Linked DNA regions of Xenopus laevis: region 1 is linked to region 2. Evidence: chromatin contacts called from public Hi-C data. All regions are on one chromosome and are shown on one strand. The core of a region is the stretch at or near the end of the contact, and the rest is flanking DNA. Distances in the headings are between cores, read along the strand shown. Region 1 holds the start of LOC108702974 (sodium channel protein type 2 subunit alpha). Region 2 has its middle 46 kb from the start of LOC108702973.

Region 1 (6,997 bases), core at 2,579-5,078, 160 kb before region 2:
AAAGCAGTTTTTTTACAATGTCCCCAGAGGGTTAATAGACTAGGCCTTAAGGAATACTGTGAAGATGTGTGGACCTACTTAAGAGGAAATTAAGCAATACAACCAAAGAGCATGTCCTGAATTTGTAGAGTATCGTCAACCACACATAATGTTTGCATTAAACATCATTAGTGAGACGAGTGCTTTCAAGTACTCTGCAAATTCAACAACAGTTACTCCTAAAGAAGGTGCATTACTGAATGTATTATCTTCCTTTTACATCTTCCTAACACAGCTGGAATTCCTTGGTGTCTGGTCATAAATGCAAATATACAGTTCCCTTCTCGGTATGATTGTGTAAATAATAAATCAGTAGATGCTGACATACCCTTTGTCTTACTTAAATCTTCACACTCCAGGTTGCATTGATCCATACTAGGGAATTCTTGTTTTTCTGGAAAGATAAACTGCTGAGATAGTAGCTATAGCTGACATTTGTTTCACTGTATTTTCCGTGGCCCTGTCCAAAAGTGACATTTAGCTACCCAAGTTAAGCAGAGGCAATCTACGCTCTGTTTATATCTCATAGATCAGATTTGCCAACAGCCCAATATTTTCCAAGAGGAACACTCTTTTTGTTTTACTCTGGCACACTTTGTGCTTTGTACACCCTACTCCCTGCTCTTTATAGCTGACAATGGTACATTAGGTGTTTGATAACTGCTGTAATTGGGTCTAAAACACAGGCAGCCAAAATGCCCTGATCCAACGGTTACCAGAGTACTATGGGAAATGGGCATCCTAAAGCTTAGATCAACACACTTGCTTGCTATTTCCCCCATCAACCCCTATATATATTTATCTGCTTTAGGCAGCATTTTAACCATAGTTCTGGATTGTTCTTCTGAAACCATAAACATAGATAAAGTAAAATTAAAGTAAAACTACACATTTTAACTATCCAGAGCCAGTGGCCTTAGGCTCCCATCTATACCAATTTCCTGGGGTCTCAGATGAGCATCAACCTATTTTTGTTCTATATGATAGGAATTATTTCTTACTGGCTAAGATGTCAAAATTCACCACAGAAGCATAACTATGAAAATACCCATTAATACCTAATGTGGCCTCTGTACACTCCTGGAGAAACACAGGATATGCTTTTTCTATAGTTACTGCTCTGTGATTGCAGAAGAAGAAGACATTAAGATAATTACTTGGGGTGGCTATTCATTCTAAAGAGAAGCACGTTTTATTTAAGAACCGTATATCTAATTTTGTTTCAAAGTTGCCCAAACCCCCACACCAGGAAATGACAGACCCTAACTTCCTTTATGGCACACACAGAGAGCATTGCACAGAAAAAGTATGGCACATACAGGGGACATGTGGCAGGCAGAGTATGGCACACAGTGAGCAAAGGGCAGACATAGTATGGCACATACAGGGGGCATGTGGCAGGCAGAGTATGGCACAGACAAGTAGTGTAGTGCAGGCAGAGTATGACACACAGGGGGCATATGGCAGGCAGAGTATGGCACACACAAGTAGCATGAGACTGGCAAAGTAAGGCACACAAAGGGAGCAAAGGTCAGGCAGAGTGTGGCACACACAAAAAATATAGGGAAAGCATATTACTGTAGCAGACAGGAAAACTTATCAGGAACACTCTAAAATGAACAGGCCATACTGTGCTACATACAGCAATTTGTATGAGTGTGAACAGGTGAACAATGTGGACAGTTTCAGTCTGGGTCTGAGGTGGGAACAGTACAGGGCTTTACAGGTGTGAACAATAGAGGTGTTACAGGTGTAAACAATGCAGGGGGGATTACATGTGTGAACAAAGCAGGATTTTACTTTCTGAATTTGAGATGTAAACAATGCAGTTAATCTCAGTACATATACCCTTTAAATTTTACACAAGGTACGTAGTCACAGCAGGCAGACTTTCACGTGGGGGGCCATACAAAGGACATCCGGCCCACGGGCCACCAGCTGGACAGCACTGTGTTAGATAACAGTGAGATGACTGGCGTAGAGCTGGCAGGACTATTTTTTTCGTTTTTCTTGCATCTGTCTTGTAGTTAGGACTTTCTAGTTATGCCAGTGGGGTTATTGTTACCTGAAAGTGGTTTATAAAACTGTGTTTTTGAAAATGTTTGTTCTTGCACAGAATGAATTTCTAATAAAATGTATGACATGGAAATGTGGCATGATCAATTCACCTTCTTTTATTAATTTAGAGCTGTATTATTATTTTGGCATTTTAAAAATGGTCTAAAAATGATTTTCAAAAATGATTGAAAAATAGTTACATTTATGTCTAAATTCAGCCCTAAAAAGTTAGCTTGGAAAAAAATGTGTAAAAAGTGGTATTGTTTTGTTATTTTGCTTCATAATTTCCTCCCCATAATTATTTTGCTAATCTGGCATAAAAGAAGAAAATACACACCTTTATAAATACTGAAGTTAATTCTTTGTAATGGATGATTTACACAATCCCCGTGCATGGCATATGTATAATTTGTGCACAACTTTATAAATATGCCTTTAGGAGTATATACCAACAGGCACTTGGTTGTGCATTCAAGGTACAATGCAAATCTAGAGCAATAACCATGCCTAGAAAATGTGGTACATGAGGGTTATCAGGCCAATAGAAAGAAATCCAAAGGAACACAGGATTGATGCAAGCAAGATTGCCTTGTGTGTTTAATGCAGAGTACAACGTTTTGGGGTCACGCCTCTTTGTGTGACCCCAAAACATTGCATATTCTCTATGGCCTTCTCTCCATCGTTATCTTCAACCTGAGATTTTCTAGATATTACTCAATTGTATTCAATAACAACCCCCCCCCCCCCAATATCCCTCTCTTAACTAACTTGCAATTTTTCAGATTAAGTCAGGAAATTCCAAACTGCAAAGTCCCAAAAGTGGTAGTGGGGGGGCTTACTCTAAAGTGGGTGTGGTTCTATGAACTATCTCTACCTTGCATCTCATCTATTTAGTAGACAAATGTAATTTAGGCACTCAGCCATGACACAAGTCCCAGTTTGGTTACCTAATCCATTACTTCAATGATCAAAGGTCTGATTTAAAACTGCAGCAAACTGTGTAACAAATATTCATGTGGATGTTCGCTATGTACAAATCACCGCCAACTGCAATAAATCAAAGCAACATTCCCTTTTTAAAAATTCAGCAGTCTTAAAGTGTGTTTGATCAATATGGCTCAGTTTGCCTGGTCAGGCTATTGGCGGCCATAGAGTTGTGTTTTGCCAGTCCCTTCATTGTCTTTCTACACAGTGTGCACACTGATGCCTATACCCATTCATTATTTCAGAGCCAGCAGAACTCAGTTTTGAAGGCAATATTCACAGCAATGTTATGGTGCAAATAGCTGTCACCCTGTCTGGGCAGCTAAACAAACTAAACAGTATAGGACAACAAACGCAAATCACAGTTCTAGCATAGGGTGTAAGCATACAAATGCGGCCTATGCAAACCTGAAGCCAAATCCAGCCCCCTAGTTTAGCAACAGCCATTATTCCTCTATTTGTCAAGAAATATCCGGCATCTCTCTATATTTTTCAGCACACACCATTAAAACAAATGCATTTTCCATTCATTATTCTATAATATCCATTACCACTGTGTTGTGTCAGCCATGCGGCAAAAAAACCCTTGCAGAAAAGCTGTTTGTTGGAAATGTGTACACTGGCAAAACAGAGGTTTGCAATTGGTCGTGTTTCCAGCAGGTGGAGCTACCGTCCATGGTTCCCTTGCAGTCCTGTATGCTTCTCTAAGCCCTTTCCTATTATATATTAACCACTGTAGAGGGATGCTCGGAGCAGGAAGCAGTGCAAGGAAAGGAGAGGCTTGTGAAGAAGCATCACAGTCTTTCTCAGTGGTTATGGATTAACCCCAAATATCATTTATTTGCTTGGGCAGTTGGAGGTTTTTGCATTTTTCTAGAGGATCTACATAGCAAGTCTTGTCATCTGTTGGTGCAGGTCTGCTGATATGATTTGCAGGGTTTCTCCTACATCAGGTAAGCAACATCTTTCCCTGCTCTACAATGCCTATTTCTTCCTTTGGCTCATGTATTGTGCATTTGTCTTGCAGCATTCTATAATTTGTTCAGGGCAGAGAAAAAATCCTATTATGTATATGGACAGTCTTGTTGCCTATTACATGATTTCTGTTTATTTATGCTGTGGGTTTCAGTCCTGACATTGAAATTGTGCCTGTCCCTGCTGCAGGTTTAGATCATCTTGTTACATTGGCGTTGAGTGGCATATTGTGGAATATTGTAAAAGGGGGTGCTATCTGATGAAAAGCTGACTAGCTGCACCAGTATTTATATGGAATATGATTTTTGTCTGCTCCCACTGGAGGTCATAATGGTTAATGTCAGTGTTCTGCGCCATCAGAAGTACAGAGCGACCCAAAGCCGATAGTGAAGGCTGCAGTCACAACACAGATGTGGTCAAGCTCTTGTTACAGTGAGATTGTTGGGGGAAACAGGGCTCATCTCCATCCCCACCCCTCTAACAATAAATTATGCTACTCTCTATATCCACATTGCTGGTATATACAGCCACACAGGATCGGGGGAAGTATCTTGGTGATGGTGACTGCCATTGGAATAATCTGGTGGGGGCCTCTGATAATTGCTTGGTGTCATCCAAGGAGGAATAATACTAAGGCTGGAGCACAGCATCCATAAAATGGTAGCTGCTGATCTTAAAGGAGAACAAGCTTCTTTTCTGTGCCAGAGGAAAATGCTGACTCGCTTATTTGTTAGCAAAGCAGCATAACGTGATCAGGGGCCTTTATTAATGCACAGTAGTCCAATATTATTATTTCTTGGGTTGTTCCATGAACAATTGTAGTGATATTTAAAAAGAAAATACAAATATACCACATAAAGTAGCAGCAATACTATTTTTAGGTCATTATTAAGAATATTCATTTGCCATGGTTGTGAACACAGACGGCTATTTCCTCTGTTGGATTTGTATATGGAAATAGGTGCCATTATTTTTGTCTATGTATATACACACGACGGAAGGCTGGGACAAGGCTCACACGATGCAGCTGCAGTGTATGCAGTAAAGATACACTCCATGCCTGTAGATGCATTTAATTCCAAGCGTTCATCTGCTCCATTAGATGGCAGTATGAGTAATGTCAATGATGCATCTTGGAGCCAATTTACCCAATATGCAGATTTCACAGCGTATTATTAAGGGATTTTTGCATATTTTTACAATGATGTAGAACTTTGTTTCATACTAAAACACATGCTGATTGGATTCTTCATTTTCTGTAATGATCCCTCATGTATCTTCAGCCAACATTCAATGCAGTGATGTTCTGTGATGTGTAAAAATTCAATTCTGGCCCCTTAAATAAATATATACAAATGATATAGCGCTGTCAGCATACCCCTTATAGGTCAACCTGCCCTACATATAGATAAAGATATAAATTCACGGTTTGATCAGAGGCCAGGAAAATATAATAACCATAGTTAAGTCTGCTCAGCACACCTTATTTTGTCCAGCTAGTCATTTTAAGTCATGCTTAGGGGGGTCTATTGACTATACTGATACCATTTTGGTGACAGTCACCACACATCAGCAGAAATTATTTCCAGGCCTCAGGTGACATGAAACGCAAAAGTGCTCGGCAAGTACATCGATAAGTGTCAGGTTTCCTTGCAGCAGCAGCCCTTATTAATATGTATGAGTGCCTTGCAAATCCATGTCAGTTATTGGTGGACAAGGCAGCTGCTATAGGTCAGAGGTTTGTGGCTGTGACAAAACATTGGTTACGTTTAATGAAAGGGCTATGGCGAGATATGTCTCAAGGACGATCTATTGCAGGTAAACCTGCAAATGATATTAAAAATATACTTGAAATTGAAATACTTGAAACCATCAAATGATTTTATATCAACTTAGGAGCTTGCACTTAAATGTAGTAGAAAATATCACTTATGAGAAAGATATAGGCCCGGTGAACTTTTAATTTGACTTTTCAAATTGTTGATAGTTGGACACGGTGTAACTTTACACAGAGCACTAATAGTTGGGCCTCGCTGTTTCTAAACTGGTGAATTTATTTTAAAAAATGTTCTTGTAAAAAAGGTCCATGGTACAGAACCAATAGTCTCCTGGAACCTAATCTCCTAATTATCACGAAAATGCTATAATCACAGAGAGAATAATCCTCTTTTAAAGGAAAACGAAACCCTACTATAGTGCTCAAATTGAGAGTAAACCCTGCTCTGCTCCAGCAATCAGTTATTGCTCGAATACAAATGGAGGTTGAGGCATGCTGGGATCTGTAATCCGGCAACATCAGGGTTGTATTTCTAAAGCATTATTGCACAATAAAACGTTTCCAAAAGGTTTCCAAAAATCTCCATATTGTGTAACAGCATTAAAATGCAAAAAAATCCTCCCAGTCTGTGTAAATATGGTTCCATGTTCTTTGTTCCTGCAACTGGAGTTGGAAGCTTTAGGCCATGGACACACATGCATTTTTAAGCCACGGTCCATGCCGCGTTTTTTTTAAAAAAGCCGACTGCCGCATAAATACGGTAAGCGGTTTCAAGCATAGGCAGTGGCTATCTTATTTACGTTGCGGTCTGCTTTTTTTAAAAAACGTGGCGATACCGCTGCGTAAAAATGCATGTGTGTCCATGCCCTAAAGTTTCCCAGCACAAAAAAAGTCTGTCTTTTATGTCTGATTCCAGGGTAATATAATAAAGCCAAAATGACATAATCTCTGTGTGTATAACAGCAAGAGCTGGGAATCAGCATTTTCATTGGTCAATTCTTTTGAATTCATAGGGAAGTTGTTTTTTACAGTACAATTCTTATTGGTGAATTTTCTTACATGTATAATTACAGTCTTAAGCAACCCCTATGGAAAACTAAGGTGTACTGTGGGATGGTGTTACAGTTGGGTTTAAAGGGACACTAGGCCCAACCATCAAGGTGT
Region 2 (6,547 bases), core at 1,414-3,913:
TGTTGTATTGCTCCTTTGACCTATGCTGCCTGCCTACCATTTACTAATTTCCCCAGAATTTACATGTACAAGCTAACAGTTTGTCACAATATAAAAAATGATTGTTTCCCCACCCCCTCAGGAAAGACTTGTGGCTATATCCAGCAGCAAGCCAGGGAGTGGCAGAGGTCTATTGTCTAGATTGACACGGATGTGTTGGTAGCAGAAGCACAACCAGCAGGGCTAAATATGTTAACTGCATGGATCTAATACAGTAGGGCAGAGAAAGCCTAGGAGACAGAGGGGTCCAGATCGTGGCGTTTGCTTTATTGTAGTCCCCCCTCCCCAGCCCCTCTCCTACCTTTAATTTCTCTGCCCACCACAAACTAGCAGTGGTGAGCAGGCACTAGTGGCTCTGATGGGGCAGGGGTTCCCTTCAGCAGAGGAGTGTTTGCACCAGGCCCCCAGATGATTTTTCTGTTGGGGGACCCTGTGATGTTAAGTTACGTCACTGATGGAGCAACGACACCGGTTAGCTCTTTAGAAACATGGAAATGGCTCTGTGTATGGTCCCAATGCAAAGAGGCTGCTTCCACATACTGTGTATTGTTCTGTTGTTTCCATCAAACGAACAATTATTTAAAAGTCCAGTGCTGCAAGAAATAAAAATGTCCTAAAAGCAATTCGGAAAAATGTTGCTTACACTGCAGTGGGTGCGTAAATGACATATTGGCATAGCCAATTGATGTCAATGGGAGATTTTTGGGACTAAAATGTGGTGTCAAATGCAGCGTGAAAAGCATTAACAAGCTTTATATACAGTAAAATAACCCTTTCTTACATGTACAGGTTTGAATTAAACTGCATTTTGAATTAAATGAATAATTTTGGTGTTATTTGCCCTTTTATTGTATTATTATGGTTTATTCATAATATGGTGTACAGAGATTATACATCACTCCAGTGGAGTTTACCATCTAAGGCCCCTATAACATTCACTGTGGTCATTCTTTTACCGGAGCCGCTTACAATATTTTTACTACCACCCTAGTCGCAAAAAGGGGCGATACAGCCATGGGGCAGGCAGTTAGAACATGTTCGTTAAGGGAATGTTATTAATGCAAATATGATTTGCATCAAACATATGGTATTAGCGTATTTATATTGCAAGAATAATGCGTCCACTTATCCTGTTACCAATGACATGTCTGTTGCACAGCTGAAGCTGCTGACGCTTAAGTAAAGCATAGCAAAAAAGCTGAATCATATGGCAGAGCCATGAGACGACTGCAGCATTTGTGGGGGGAAGATCTCCTGGGAAATAGAAAGCCTGCTGCTATGCAGTTCCGCACTAGCATTCCAAAGGCAGACGTCCAATGCCGTGCAGTGTACCATATGTTCCATGGCTCTGGGGAGGACTCGGAGATTGCAGGCATATAAGGAGCAGACCTTGTCTCAAGCACAACAGCGCCAGTCTCTGCTCAGGTGAATTCAATGCACAGCCCTTGGTCTGGGATTTTCTCTGCACCCACCACTGAGGGGGGGGGGGATGTAATGAAGATCTGAACTGCTGCAGAGACAGCTTCATAAAGGAAATATCAGAATAATCACTGGTGGAATCTCTATGGTCATGGCTACAAGCTGAGCTTTAAAGGGAGATGCCATAGCCATTACAGAATACATTATATCATTCTAGAAACTAAGACATCAAACACTTCCTACATTATCATCTCCATTACAGAGGCTGTGTATGTTCTGTAGTCAGGGTTATCTAACTGCAGCCCTATAGATCCCGATGAATAACACTTTCATTGGCTGATGAAGGATGCTGGGAGCTGTAGCACAATGCTGGAATGGCACAGCTTGGACTTCTCTACATTCACACAACCATTATTTAAAAGACATTTTGTCCATTAGAGTGAATGGAGGCAATTCTGCTGCTAAAACGGATACAATCCAATTGATTGAACTTTCATCGTCCCCCTTTCAAGCTAATGATGGGAGTGGCAAGTGAAATCTTTTTTTTTTAGAGGTTAGAGGGCCCCTGCCTGACAATGAATAGTAGAATGCAAATGAGATTGAAAGGGAATTGCCAATGCAGATGAATGCATCGTAAGTGATTGCACGCTCTTGTGTTCTAAAGAAACCTGTGTAGAACCTGCATATGAAATACACAGGCAGACCCCACTAACTACTACTACTGTGATGTAGATTTAATGGCACATGTGATTACACATGTGACACTTGCTGTGTAGGCAGCAGCTATTTTTAAACTACAACTCCCTTGCAGTGGGGACATGGACTGTACATATTCTGTATATAATGTCTACCGTGACCCATCAGTCCTTTATATTAGAGGCTGTACTACAGAACTGATTGCTAGCTCCTATGACTAAAGGCTTTTTCGCTCACTTCTACAGCTTTGACATGAACATTTAATGTGTGGGATCCTGTGGCACCTGCTTTCTTTCTGAAGAGCCCTACTGCACTTTTGAGCTCCATTAACCTCATCAGAGACGACAGAACATCCCCAAATCCCCCTCTATCTGCCCTCAATACACAGATTATTCTCTTGTATACACAGAAGCAGCCCCTCCCAGTGGTGGGGGAGGAAAATGAACGAGATCCCATGAGGTTTGGAGATGCTGACTCGGTGCCAGAAACCCAGCCCGTGTTATCTGCAAGAGGGCGGGGCAAGCTAATGCAGCACTGGCAGCATCACTTTCCAAGCAGCCGGGATCCCGCAGGAACGGCACAAATTGTGCGCATGTGCAGAGACCTGCTTCTCCCACACTGGTGCTACAGTGACACCAAGAGGCAGCGCGGGTAAGGCGGATTTGCTTCATTCAAGCTCTCTCGGCAAGTGTAAAAGAGAAGGTGAAATCACAATGTGGTACAACAATGCTTCGTGTACAGACAGGGCCGTGCGATAAATGCTTTATTAGTACACTATAGACCGTGTATATTCCTCTGTGACCCCGCTGCCCTTCTCTATTAGCAACATTAACCTTTCCAGTTTGGACTCCAGCTGTTGCACGTTTTTGCCTTGATATATCATGCTGGTGTTCTGGGAATTGTAGTCCAGCAAAATATGGGCAGCCAAGGTTAAAAGGATACTGTCATGGGGTTTTTTTGTTTTGTTTCTTTAAACACATCTGTTAAAAGTGCTGCTCCAGCAGAATTCTGCTCTGAAATCCGTTTCTCAAAAGAGCAAACAGACTTTTTTTTATATTCAATTTTGAAATCTGACATAGGGTTAGACATATTGTCAGTTTCCCAGCTGCCCCCAGTCATGTGCTCTGATAAATTTCAGTCACTCTTTACTGCTGTACTGCAAGTTGGAGTGATATCCCCTCCTTTTGGGTCTGGCCACACGAGCAGATTCGGGGAGATAGTCACCCCCAGCGACAAATCTCTTCTTCAGGGTGACAATCTCCCCGAACTGCCTTCCCCCTGCCCTCCACCAGCTAAAATGAAAATCGCCTGCGGCAATGCAGACGCGGCACTTCGTTTTCCGAAGTCACCCGTTTTTTGCCTCACGAGGAAACTTTGGAAAACGAAGCGCTGCGTGGGCATTGCGATTTTCATTTTAGCTGGCGGAAAGCAATTCGGGGAGTTTGTTGCCCCAAAGAAGAGGAGATTTGTAGCTGAGGCGACTAATCAACCCAAATCTGCTCGTGTGACCAAACCCTTAAGCTGGCCATAGACGCAAAGATTGTCTTTTGTCTTTATTCAGGTTCCTTGGACATTTGTAATAAAAAGTGGCCACTTCAAGCATTTGCACTAACATCTCTAATAAAGACGTCCATATGACTTTAATGTACCCACCCTATTCAAATTGACCCAAGTGTAAGAGGACTAATGAAGTATCATTAGTGATCGCTAGCGTTATTTCGCTTTGAAACGCTCGCACTGCCGAAGTAACACTAGTGAAAAGTCGCCAGCGTTCAGCGATCAGTACACAACTTCGCATTTCAGTGAAAGTGGCTTGAAGCGTTCATTGGCAACCATTTAGCCCTTTATTGAATTAGTCCCATAGACTTTAATGTGTGGTTAAGAAAATGTCAGTTTGAAAAATGACATGCAGCACATGCCACATTGACTTCAACGTGTTTGGCAAATTTTTTGCCTTTTTGTATAATTTCAGCAAAGAGAAACAGGTCAGATTCACTCTTCCTTAATCCCTGTGTCTTTAGTTTTCCATGTCCTGTAACCAAGCCAGCCAGGCACTCTAGGCAACCAGGCCAACTCTCTGCCCCACGCCACGTGCACATGTGCAGGCCCGGATTTGTGAAGAGGCGACCAAGGCCCAGGCCTGGGGCTGCAGGATTTTAGGGGGTGGCATGCTGCCCAACCACACCCACATTGGGTCAAAAACACTCGGGATGCTCAGAAGATACAATCGTTTTTTAAATTTCCCGTGCGCCAATCTGCATTGCTCCTATCCCAATAATGAAAATATGCACAAATAAAGGGGAGGGGACAGGGTCAATGAACGGCAATGGGCCAAGGGGTGCCCGTTATATAAATCCAGCCCTGCACATGTGCATGCACCATTGGCCTTGCTGCCTTGCAGTTATGGGACGCTAGTGTAGATTCCAGTTATGTATGTCTGTGTGGATGTGATAGAGGTTTGAAATATACAGTATGTATATCCACTCAGACAGGGACCACTGTGCAATCTTCAGAAAGTGCTGCAGTGTTAAAAGAATTCTGTCAGGATTTTTATGAATTTTATTTTTTTTTTTGGCAGCCATCTCAGGTCATTTTGCCTGGTCATGTGCTTTCAGAAAGAGACTTTAGGATGGAACTGCTTTCTGGCAGGCTGTTGTTTCTCTTACTCAATGTAACTGAATGTGCAGCAGTGGGACCTGGATTTTACCTGTTTTGCTGTTCTTAGTTCTGACTATATCTCAAGCCTCATGTCCGATTTCTAAATTAAATATAAAAAAAATCAGTTTGCTGAAAAAACAAATTTCAGTGCAGAATTCCGCTGGAGCGCCCTATAAACTGATGTGTTTTGAAAAATAAAAATCCCATTACCATATCCCTTTAAGCAATTCATATATGCTGAAAGAGCACATTGCTTAAACTGAACGGTAACACCAAAAATGAAAGTGCTTTAAAGTAATGCAAATATCATGTACTGTTGTCCTGGACTGGTAAAACTAATTTATTTGCTTCAGAAACACTACTATAGTTCATATAAACAAGCTGCTGTGTAGCAATGGAGAAAATTGTAAAAAGGCTATATGGCACAGGTTAAAAAGTGGATAACAGATAACATTATATTGTAAAGAGCTTATCTGCTATTGTCTCACGAGGAAATTTCGGGCGACTTTGGAAAACAAAGCGCTCCGAGTGCCATCCCGCCAGCGGGAAGGCAGTTTGGGGAGATTAGTCCCCCCGAAGAAGAGGAGATTTGTCGCCAGGCGACTAATCTCCCCGAATCTGACCCTGTGTCTCTGCCCTAAAGCAAACACAGCAGTTTTGCCAGTGCAGGGCAACACTGCATTCTATTTTTATTACTTTAAAACACTTTCATTTTTTGATGTTACTGTTCTTTTAAGTACAGCAACATCCAAACTGTAGTGTTCATTCACAAAAAGGACTGGGGTACATGGGGCCCACCAGAGAGACTTATCCCATGAGCCAACCAAACACATAAGCATGTCCAGACATAGTTATACCACCTGAGGAAGGGTGGCGGACCACGTGAAATGCGAAGAGGATCTCGGAAGTTTCCAGGCTTTTAAAGACTTTTATTTAATGTTTTTATGAATTTCTGTTTGTGCGTATCCCATTTGGGTTTCTATGTATTCCTTATTAAAACGCTATAACACTATTTTGGCGCACTTTGTTTTCAGTGGATATCCACATAGGATACACAGAAGGTCCTGATGGGAGATTGATGTTTGGCCTGGCTAAACATGCATCTGGTGAGTAGGTGATTTAGTCAGAGTGTGGTATTTAGATCACCCACACGTTTGTATGGAAAAGATTTGCACACACTTTTTGAAGCAATAATTCTGACACATATGCACTTTAATTTACTTTATTGAAGTACTGCACCAGAGGCTTGCCTTTTGCACTTCTACACAGAATTGTTGACTATACTTGTAGATCACTGCAGAAAACGGCCAATGAGCGCTCCAATGACCCCAGATATGCCAATAAGATAATTGCAGAAATGAACAATGAGCACCCCATTAACCCCAGACATCCCTGCAGAAATGGCAAACATGCACTTCATTAACCACAGCCATGCCAATACGTTAATTGCAGAACTCTCTGTTAACCCCTAACATGCCAGTAACATGGCTGCAGAAATGGCCATTGAACACTCTATTAACCCCAGACATGCCATAAAATCACTTCAGAAATGGCCAATGAGCGCTCTATACAGCAGAATCATGTTTGGCTGAATACAAATAAACAAGTACAACATAGACATCAAATGGAAAAAGTCATAATTTGTGTTAAACCCCCTCCCCCAATATTCTCCTTCAATTTGCTGCTACAAAAAAGAATACCAAATCTCATATTTGCAATTGCAGACTTGTGTGGG

The links. Hi-C and Micro-C count contacts between places; a contact is called where the count stands out from the background.
Region 1: a Hi-C map of the XL177 cell line shows a contact between it and region 2, with 5 times the contacts expected there. The contact joins the promoter of LOC108702974 here to the enhancer-like site in region 2. A contact is called at or near these places in 2 of 4 Hi-C or Micro-C datasets (the XL177 cell line and the XTC cell line).

What each region holds. Positions count from the first base shown.
Region 1 is chr9_10S:64,611,419-64,618,415 of Xenopus_laevis_v10.1, reverse strand. LOC108702974 (sodium channel protein type 2 subunit alpha) reads left to right here and starts at 3,828. Exons shown (of 27, transcript XM_018238837.2): 1 at 3,828-4,034.
Region 2 is chr9_10S:64,455,052-64,461,598 of Xenopus_laevis_v10.1, reverse strand. No RefSeq gene overlaps it. Among protein-coding and RNA genes, the nearest start is that of LOC108702973, 46 kb to the right of the region's middle. Within about 2 kb of position 2,663, at least 5 of the 7 cell types and tissues checked have an H3K27ac peak or open chromatin away from gene starts, as enhancers often do.